Linked DNA regions of Sus scrofa: region 2 is linked to region 1. The links are chromatin contacts, called in public Hi-C maps. All regions are on one chromosome and are shown on one strand. Each heading gives the region's core, a stretch centred on a gene start, on an enhancer-like site or on the middle of the called end of the contact. The rest is flanking DNA. Distances are from core to core; before and after follow the strand shown. Region 1 has its middle 21 kb from the start of CPT1C. Region 2 holds the start of FUZ (protein fuzzy homolog).

Region 1 (5,013 bases), core at 1,451-3,950:
GATTATCAATTTTTAAAGAGAGAAAGAAAGGGGGGAAAAAAAAAGCAATCTGGAAAGGTTCAAAACTCAGAAGCCTGGGACAAGTGGCAGAACTCATCACAGTGGAGACCGATGAGGAGAAACCAGGGAGGAAGGAAGAAACCCCACGAAGGTGGCTCCTGGGAGTAAAAGGAAAGGTTATTAACAAAGAGGGAGTAAGCAGCTGACGACCGCTTCTATCAACCAGCTAAGATGCACACTGAAACCTGACCACTGGATTGAAAGACAAAAGCAGCTCCACTGGAGAGGCGGTGAGGAAAGCCTGAAAGAGTGACACTGACAACAGAATCCATGGCAAACATTCAGAGATGGTAGGTTCAGGTCACTTTTATTTTTCTTTTTAGGGTGATCCCTGTGGCATATGGAAGTTCCCAGGCTAAGCGCTGCATCAGAGCTGTGGCTGCCAGTCTATACCACAGCCACCAAAACTCAGGACCTGAGCCACATCTGCAACCTCCACCGCAGCTTGTGGCAACGCTGGATCCTGAATCCACTGAGCGAAGCCAGGGATCGAATCTGCAACATCATGGTTCCTAGTCAGGTTCTTAACCCGCTAAGCCACAATGGGAATTCCCTAGATCACTCTTTTGATGCGTTTTACTGAAAAGGCGAGTGGGGAATGAGTCGGTAGCCAGTGTGGAAAAGTGGGAACAGAGGAGGCTCAAGAGGTTCAGATTTAGTTGTGTTCAACCAGATGTCACCACTGTAAAACTCAGGTTCCCACACCTTCCCAATCAATGCCCAAAACTTCCTGTTAGAAAGTTAGCGAAGTTTTAAATTCAAATTTGTATGTGATTCTGGAACCCATGCACCTCTGGTTTATGCAGAATTTTCAGCTGTGTTGGCCCTGTGTTTACAAGAAATATGAAATTCTTTTACGGTTTTCGTAGAAACTCTTTGGCTCTCTGACTGTGATTGGAGCTGAAAGTTTAAAGACCAGCGCTCATGGACTTCCCCTTGTGGCTCCGACTAGGAACCATGAGGTTGCAGGTTCAATCCCTGGCCTCACTCAGTGGGTTAAGGATCTGGTGTTGCCCTGAGCTGTGGTGTAGGCCAGCGGCTACATCTCCGATTAGACCCCTAGCCTGGGAACCTCCATATGCCACGGGAGCAGCCCAAGAAATGGCAAAAAGACAAAAAAATAAATAAAAAATAAAGACCTATGCTCATAATATTCCTTCATTAAGCATGTCAGGGGTCCTGGAGTTCCCGTTGTGGGTCAGCGGGTTAAGACCCCAACACAGTGTCCATGAGGATGCAGGTTCGATCCCGGGCCTCACTCAGGAGGTTAAGGATCTGTCATTGCCACAAGTGGCGGCATAGGTTACAGATGCAGCTCGCATCTGGCGTGGATGTGGCTGTGGTGTAGGCCAGCAGCTGCAGCTCTGATTGAATCCCTAGCCTGGGAATGTCCATATGCCACAGGTGAGGCCCTAAAAAAAAAAGGAAAATAAGGAACACATATTAAAAAAAAAAAAAAGCATGTCAGGGAGGGCACTCAGAAGAAGCCACTGAACACTCTGTCCTTGCGGCTGTTGTTAGTGCCATAGTGGTGAAATGCAGCAGCCACTCAACCCCCAAGTCACCCCATTCACTGGTACCTCGACGTGGTGCGAATGCATGACTCCCCACGATGCCGCTTCAGACTGTGGATACAAGCATCCTACCTCTTAGCCAGGAGATCATTACAGGGTTCGAACCCTAGAAACCAACTAAACAATTCCCCAAACCCCATTTTTGAGAATCCGCTTCCTGCTGCAAACCCTGGCGTTGGTCAAGGTATCTTCAGGAGATAGAAATCACACCAGTTATTTTAACAAAGATGATTTCATGTAAAGAAAGGCTATTGGAGGGAGTTCCCGTTGTGGCTCAGTGGTTAACAAATCCAACTAGGAACCATGAGGTTGCTGTTGCCGTGAGCTGTGATGCAGGTTGCTGTTGCCGTGAGCTGTGGTGTAGGTTGCAGATGCGGCTCGGATCCAGAGTTGCTGTGGCTGTGGTGCAGGCCGGTGGCTACAGCTCCGATTAGACCCCTAGCCTGGGAATCTCTATATGGCGCGGGAGCGACCCCAGAAAAGGCAAAAAGACCAAAAAAAAAAAAAAAAAAAGGCTATTTGAGTTCTCTTGAGGTGCAGTGGGTTCAGAATCCCGTGTTGTCCCTGCAGTGGCTTTGATCCCTGGCCCAGAAACGTCCACAGGCTGTGGGTGTGGCCAAAAAAAGAAAGAAAGAAATGTTGCTAGGTATAAAGGGTTGGTAACTAGGCAACTGAAAAGGCAATATGACAGCCCTAGGGTATCATGGTGGTAGTAACTACGGGAAGTAGCTAAAGATCCCGGTCCAGAAAAAACAAAGGATATAGGTTAGAATGATGAAAACTAAACACTTAGATGAGAGCCTCACTGAAGATGAAAGTCAGCCAATGAGGAGTGGGTGTTGCTCTGCTGGTGCAGGTGTGTCTGAGCGCAGAGGACCACCTGGGACTAGAATCTTCTCTGGAAGGTTGTTGACATGCGGATGGCATCTCTGAGGGTGTGCAAGATTTGTAAAAAAAAAAAACAAAAAACCAAACCCTGTAAACTAGATTCAGCAGCTGCTGCTACAGGAAGGAACTGTCTCCGCTGGGATAAAGAGGCTGTGCTGGGAAATGCGAATGGGGACAAGAAACTGACAGGAAATAAACAAGAGAAAGCAAACAGGAAGAGCCCAGTCTTATTGCTTCCTCCAGGTTTCTACAGTCTCTCTGGTGCCCCCTACCGGCAGAGTCTACAACAGCCAGCTGGCAAAGAAGAAAGATGGTTTGCAGAGTCCCTGTTAAGACCCATATATGGCTTTTAAAGAGTTATTGGAATTTCTGTCGGGGCTCAGCGGTTAACGAACCCGATTAGCATCCATGAGGACGCGAGTTCAATCCCTGGCCTTGCTCAGTAGGTCAAGGATCTGTCATTGCTGTGAGCTGTGGTGTAGGTAGCAGACATGACTTGGATCTGGTGTTGCTGTTGCTGTGGCTGTGACGTAGGCCAGCAGCTGCAACTTCAATTTGACCCCTAGCCTGGGAACCTCCATGTACTGTAGGTGTGGCTTTAGAAAGAAAAAAAAAAAAGAAGAAGAAGAAGAAATTCAACAAACCCTTTTTGTTTAGGGGTTTTATGAAGGTTTCATTACCTACGCACACAATTGATTCAATCATTGGCCACTAATGACTGTGACTGACCTCCATCTCCAGCCCCTCTCCCATCCCCAAAGGCCAGGGCATAGAGTAGACAATCTTAAAACTTTAATCATCACTTGGTCTTCTTGGTGACCAGGCCCCATTCTGAAACTACCAAGAGGCCCCTCAGCCAAGAGCCACTCCCCTAGCAGCCGAAAAACACTTTCATCACTCAAGGAATCTCATTTTCTAGGAATTTTTAGGACCTCTGTGGCAATGAAGGGATCAGAAATATAGCCCCAAATGTACCACTTTAACAAGGATTATTTTGAGCTGGAGGCAAGTGAGAATCAACAGATGCAGGAGTTCCCGCTGCCCAGCACAGTGGGTTAAAGGATCCAGCGTTGCTGCAGGTGGAGATCACAACGGTGGCTTGGATCTAATCCAGCCCACCCAGGAACTCCATATGCCATGGGGTGGCCAAAAAAAAAAAAAAAAAAAAAAAAAAGAGAGAAAATTAACAGATGCAAAAAGAAGCTTTCTCAAACTAAAAATGGAATTACCATATGACCCAGCAATCCCACTCGTGGGCATATATCCAGACAAAACAATAATTCAAACCTCTATGTTCACAGCAGCCCTACTCACAATAGCCAAGACATGGAAACAACTTAAAGGTCTATCAACAGAAGAATGGATAAAAACATGGTACATATTCGCAATAGAATACTACTCAGCCATAAAAAAGAGCAAAATAATGCCATTTGCAGTAACATGGATGGACCTAGAGACGATCATACTAAGCAAAGTAAATCAGAAAGAGAAAGACAAATGCCGTATGATATCACTTATATGCGGAATCTAAAATATGGCACAAATGAACCTATCTACAAAACAGAAACAGACTCATGGACAAGGAGAACAGACTTGTGGTTGCCAAGGGGAAGGGAGGTGGGAGTTTGGGGTTCGTAGATGCAAACTATCCCATATAGAACAGATAAACAGCAAGGTCCTCTTACATAGCACTGGGAACCATATTCAGAATCTTTGGGAGTTCCGGTCGTGGCGCAGTGGTTAACGAATCTGACTAGGAACCACGAGGTTTCGGGTTCGATCCCTAGCCTTGCTCAGTGGGTTAAGGATCCGGCATTGCCGTGAACTGTGGTGTAGGTCGCAGACGCGGCTCGGATCCCGAGTTGCTGTGGCTCTGGTAGGCCGGTGGCTACAGCTCTGATTAGACCCCTAGCCGGGGAACCTCCATATGCCGCCGGAGCGGCCCATGAAATGGCAAAAAGACAAAGAAAAAAAAAAAAGAAAAGAAAAAAGAATCCTTGGGTAAGCCATAATGGAAAGAATATTTTATTTATTTTTTGTCTTTTTGTCTTTTTTTTTCCATATGCTGTGGGTGCAGCCCTAGAAAAGGCAAAAAAAGACAAAAAAAAAAAAAAAAAAGAAGTTTGCAACGATCAACCACACCCCCTCCCCTTTCAGTATCAAAGAAGCCTGAATACTAACTGGAGGAAAATGGAGACAGGAATCCACCTTCTCATTCTACTGGCTTTCCAAATAAAGTTGCTATTTCTGGAGTTTCCATTGTGGTGCAGTGGGATCATTGGCTTCTTGGGAGTCCTGGAACACAGGTTCAATCCCCAGCCTGGCACAGTGGGTTAAGGATTCGGCCTTGCCGCAGCTGCGACTTAGGTAGTGATTGTGCCTGGGATCTGATCCCTGGCCTGGGAACTCCACAGGCCACGGGCAGCCATAAAAAAAAAAAAAGAGTCACTATTCCTTGCCCCAGCAAATCATCTCTTGCTTCACTGGCCTG
Region 2 (5,013 bases), core at 1,599-4,098, 77 kb before region 1:
GCAGATCCTGAGTTGCTGTGGAGTAGGCTGGTGACTACAGCTCATATAGGACCCCTAGCCTGGAAACTTCCATATGGGGGGGGTGCTAAAAAGAAAAAAAAAAAGAAAAAGGGAGTAAATCTCTGAAAGCCACTCATCTTCGATTAAATAATACTGGAGTTCCCCTGTGGTGCAGCGGGTTAAGGACCCCCTGTTGTCATTGCAGCAGCTGGGGTCGCTGCTGTGGTAGGGGTTCAATCCCTGGCCTGGAAACTTCCATATGTCTCTGCTGCAGCCAAAGAAAAAAAAGAGTGCTGTCAGCATTTTACTCTTGTCAAGGTAATTATGTTGGAAGGTTGGAAAACACACGTCCATGAGGATGAGGGGGTTTGGGTAAAGTAAGCTGGTGAAGACGTGGGATAGTGGGGGTGGAAATGAGAACAACGTCTTCCAATGCAGTTTGTCGATATATTTCAGGGAAAAAGGGTGCGTTGCTTTGCACACTCAGCAGTATCACTATATTGTCACATTTATCTTTTTCCTTTTTGATTTGCTGAACGTTTTATGGTGTTGTTTCTTTTGGCTGCACCTCCAGCATATGGAAATTGCCAGGCCAGGGGTCAAACCCCCACCATAGCAATGCCAAAGGCACGGCAGTGACAACAGGGGATACTTAACCTGCTGCACCACCAGGGAACTCCTTTGCTGAACCATTTTATTTATTTAGGTATTTTTTTACTTTTTAGGGCCACACTTGTGTCATATGGAAGTTCCCAGGTTAGGGGTTGAATCTGAGCTGCAGCTGCTAGCTTACCGCACAACCATAGCCACAGCAACTCAGGATCTGAGCCCGGTCAGCAAACTGCACCAAAGCTCACACGGCAATGCCAGATCCTTAACCCACCGAGCAAGGCCAGGGATTGAACCTGCATCCTCATGGATACTAGTTGAGTTTATTACCACCAGCGTATGCCACAACAGGAATTCCTGCTGAACCCTTTGAAAACAAATCCCCCAGGAGTTCCTGATGTGGTGCAACAGGTTAAGGATCCAGCATTGGCTCTGCAGTGGCTGGGGACATTGCTGAGGCATGGGTTGTATCCCTGCCTGGGAACTTCCATAAGCCTTGGGTGTGGCTAAACAACACCACCACCACCCTGCCATCTAGAGTTCCCATCGTGGCTCAGTGGTTAACAAACCTGACTAGTAACCAAGACGATTCGGGTTCAATCCCTGGCCTCGATTAGTGGGTTAAGGATCTGGCGTTGTCGTGAGCTGTAGCAAACAAGGCTGGGATCCTGTGTCGCTGTGACTGTGGCTACAGCTACAGCGGCTACAGCTCGGATTGGACCCCTAGCCTGGGAACCTCCATATGCCACAGGTGAGGCCCTGGAAATGACCAAAAAAAAAAAAAAAAATTATTTCTTAGTCTGGTCAAACACTTAAATCCATGATCAAATTTATCTTGGAGTTTCTGTCATGGCTCAGTGGTTAAGGAATCTGACTATGAACCACGAGGTTGCGGGTTCCATCCCTGGCTTCTCTCAGTGGGTTAAGGATCCAGTGTTGGCCGTGAGCTGTGGTGCAGGTCGCAGACACAGCTCGGATCTGACATGGCTGTGGCTGTGGTGTGGGCTGACGGCTACAGCTCAGATTGGACCCCTAGCCTGGGAACCTCCATATGCCACAGGTGCAACCCTAGAAAAAGACCCAAAAAAAATTTATCTCAAAACGTCTTTTGTGGACTTCTCTTGTAGTGAAGCATGTTAAGGATCTGGCACTGTCACTGCAGTGGCTTTGATTGCTGTTGTGGTGTGGGTTTGGTCCCTGGCTTGGAAATTTCCACCTGCCACTGGCAGAGCCAAAAAAAAGGAGGAAAAAAAATCTTTAAAAGGCAGAACAACAAGAAATATAAAAATTAAATGGTAGAAATAAATCTAAATACAATAGTAGTCACAATAAATATAAGTGGACTAAAGAGATGCTTGGAACTATGGGGAGAATTTGACATTTAGCTTCATTTGTTATTTTATGCACCTGTTTATTCCTCTAGAGGTTTAATGTAATTTAATATGCAGGGTGAATGTCTTCACATTTCTTTTTTTTTTTTTTTTTTGTCTTTTGTCTTTTGTTGTTGTTGTTGCTATTTCTTGGGCCACTCCCGAGGCATATGGAGGTTCCCAGGCTAGGGGTCGAATTGGGGCTGTATCCACCAGCCTACGCCAGAGCCACAGCAACGCGGATCCGAGCCGCGTCTGCAACCTACACCACAGTTCACAGCAACGCCGGATCGTTAACCCACCGAGCAAGGGCAGGGACCGAACCTGCAACCTCATGGTTCCTAGTCGGATTCGTTAACCACTGCGCCACGACGGGAACTCCTGTCTTCACATTTCTTATCAGACATTATTATCTTAAAATGTCTTAATATTTCACAGCTATTAGAAATCAAATCCAGAATGCTGGCAAAACGTTTAAAAGAAAAAAATTTTAAATATCACTATATATATATATATATATATATATATATATATTTTTTTTTTTTTTTGTCTTTTTGCCTTTTTCTTGAGCCGCTCCTGCTGCATATGGAGGTTCCCAGGCTAGGGGTTGAATCGGAGCTGTAGCCACCGGCCTACGCCAGAGCCACAGCAACGCGGGATCTGAGCCGCGTCTGCAACCTACACCACAGTTCACGGCAACGCCAGATCCTTAACCCACTGAGCAAGGGCAGGGACCGAACCCTCAACCTCATGGTTCCTAGTCGGATTCGTTAACCACTGCACCACAACAGGAACTCCTATCACAATATATTTTAATATATGTTTGGATAAATGAAGGTAAATTCTCACAAAAGAGAAAAGATCAATCAAATTGATAACTCAGTGATGATTTAATTTATCACTTTAAACAGGGAGTTAAGAGCCTAATATATGTCACTATAGGATCAGCTAAATTTTTTTGTTACATCCATAATATAGGTTATAATAGGACATCTTAAAAAGACGAAAATACATAAATACATAAAATTTTAAAAGACAATGTATACTTATATGATTTGATAGAAAAAAGTTTGAAAGCAACGTTAGTATAGTAGTCGTATTTGTGAAAATGCGATTATGTGGTAAACTCTCAACATATTTTAGGGAAAGGATTTTAGAAGAAATATTTTCACATTCTGCACGATACACTTTCATGTATAAACTCATGAGAAACAATATTTCTATGATTCTGGAAAATAAAGCACTTCATCTTTCTTTTTCTAATAAAAGCAACCCTCTCGTCTGGTGGTTACTAGGCAACGCTCGCCGGACCAAACCATCCCCAAGGTTTGGGGGGGGCAGAGTGTCGTTTTGATTTTGCTCTAAGGAAAGTTGCTAGGGATTCGTCCTGCGGCCGTCTTTGAGCAGGGCACAGCTGCTCAGCCTTAGAAGGAAACTTGGACTGAGTCGTGGGCGCTGCGAAACGCCAGGCACTGGCGCTATCTCTGAGCGGGGTTAGTGTTTACAGCTACAAAATGGACCTCTGAACCAGGGTGGTTGCTAGGCAACGCCCTGTCACCGTCGCCATCTTTGAGTGTGGCCACGCTGTTTATCAATTACGAATGTGAAACGTACTAATCTATATGATGATTACTAGGCAACGGCCTTGATGCGGTCACTACCTCCAAGCCCAGCACTTCGTTTTGTTTATTAAAGAAATAGAGGGAAACCCGTTCAAAAAGCGCCTACAAAACTTCGGAAATAGAATTAGCCTCCATCTTTGTTCGGGGTATTGTGACTTCCGGCTGGGGCGGAAGAGCCTAGCGGGATTCGGGGGAAGTGCTGGAATAGGGGTTAAGCGATGGATTTGAGTTGGATGAAGAAAGCGGGAACCTAGTCCCCTTCCAATCAGCTGCCCATCTCGCCCTTTGGCGGCTTTGGACTGCAGCCCGATTTAGTGTGACTACGGGCATGCTACAAGGCGGGCACTGACTGTCCCCACGAGGGGACTGGAAGGCGGGTTTCCAGATGGGGGAGGAGGGGACCGAGGGCATGGTACATCTGCTATGCCTCGCGGCATCCAGCGGGGTACCCTTGTTTTGCAGGAGCAGCCGCGGCGGCGCCCCCGCCCGCCAACAGGTGGGGCCCGGGCGCCTGGCTCTGTGAAATAGATATAGAAGGGGTTAGAAACTTGGACTCTGGGTCTTCAAACCCGTAGGGGCTGGGGAAGATTCAGAGTTGCGTTTAGAGGGTCCAGAGTGCAACTGACCAGGGATCCTGGTTCCCTGAAGAGGAGTGGCCAGGGCTTCTAGAGAGAGGAGGGGGATGAGGGCCTCAGTAACTTGTTCTCGAGGAGGGGATTGGAGGCTCCTGTCTAATGTTCCCATCTTTCCCCAGCTCCCATTCTCTGTCATCGGTTCCCTCAATGGAGTTCACATGTTTGGGCAGAACCTCGAGGTGCAGCTGAGCTCTGCGAGGACAGAGGACACAACCGTGGTGTGGAAAAGTTTCCATGACAGGTCTCCAAGCCGTATCCTGGGGACAGGGCCAGGGTGAAAACCCCTTTTAAAGATGACCCGAGACCATCCAGCTCTTTACCTGACTGTGGACTCTTTGTTAGTTACGTCCCAATCCCTGTTTCTCTCTCTCTTTTTATTTTGTTTTTTTCAGGGCTGCACCCGTGGCATATGAAGGTTCCCAGGGTAGGGATCCAATCGGAGCTGTAGCTGTTAGCCCACACCACAGCCACAGCCATGTCAGATCCGAGCTGTGTCTGCCACCTACACCACAGCTCACGGCAATGCCGGATCCTTAACCCACTGAGCGAGGCCAGGGATAGAACCCACAACCTCATGGTTCCTAGTCGGATTCATTTCTGATGCGCCACGCTGGGAACTCCGAACCCTGTTTCTCAGCATGAGAAGCACATTTTGCTGGGATGTGATGTGGCTGACATCCAGGATCAAAGGCAGACCCTACTCTGCTCCCTGCCTGTTTCCTGGGCTTGGACTCATGTCTTCCTTCTCATCTTCCTTGCTCACAGCATCACGCTCAT

The links. Hi-C and Micro-C count contacts between places; a contact is called where the count stands out from the background.
Region 2: a contact with region 1 is called in a Hi-C map of skeletal muscle, with 3 times the contacts expected there. The contact joins the promoter of FUZ here to the enhancer-like site in region 1. A contact is called at or near these places in 10 of 47 Hi-C or Micro-C datasets (alveolar macrophages, blood, brain and 5 more) and 2 of 2 datasets of contacts at active chromatin or transcription factors (alveolar macrophages and skeletal muscle).

The regions. Positions count from the first base shown.
Region 1 is chr6:54,751,083-54,756,095 of Sscrofa11.1, reverse strand. No RefSeq gene overlaps it. Among named protein-coding and RNA genes, the nearest start is that of CPT1C, 21 kb to the right of the region's middle. Within about 2 kb of position 2,700, at least 27 of the 83 cell types and tissues checked have an H3K27ac peak or open chromatin away from gene starts, as enhancers often do. A contact at or near this core is called in alveolar macrophages, liver and skeletal muscle, where this site is marked.
Region 2 is chr6:54,828,260-54,833,272 of Sscrofa11.1, reverse strand. It overlaps FUZ (protein fuzzy homolog), which reads left to right and starts at 2,848. Exons shown (of 11, transcript XM_003127337.4): 1 at 2,848-4,097; 2 at 4,356-4,477; 3 at 5,002-5,013. The coding sequence starts at 3,987.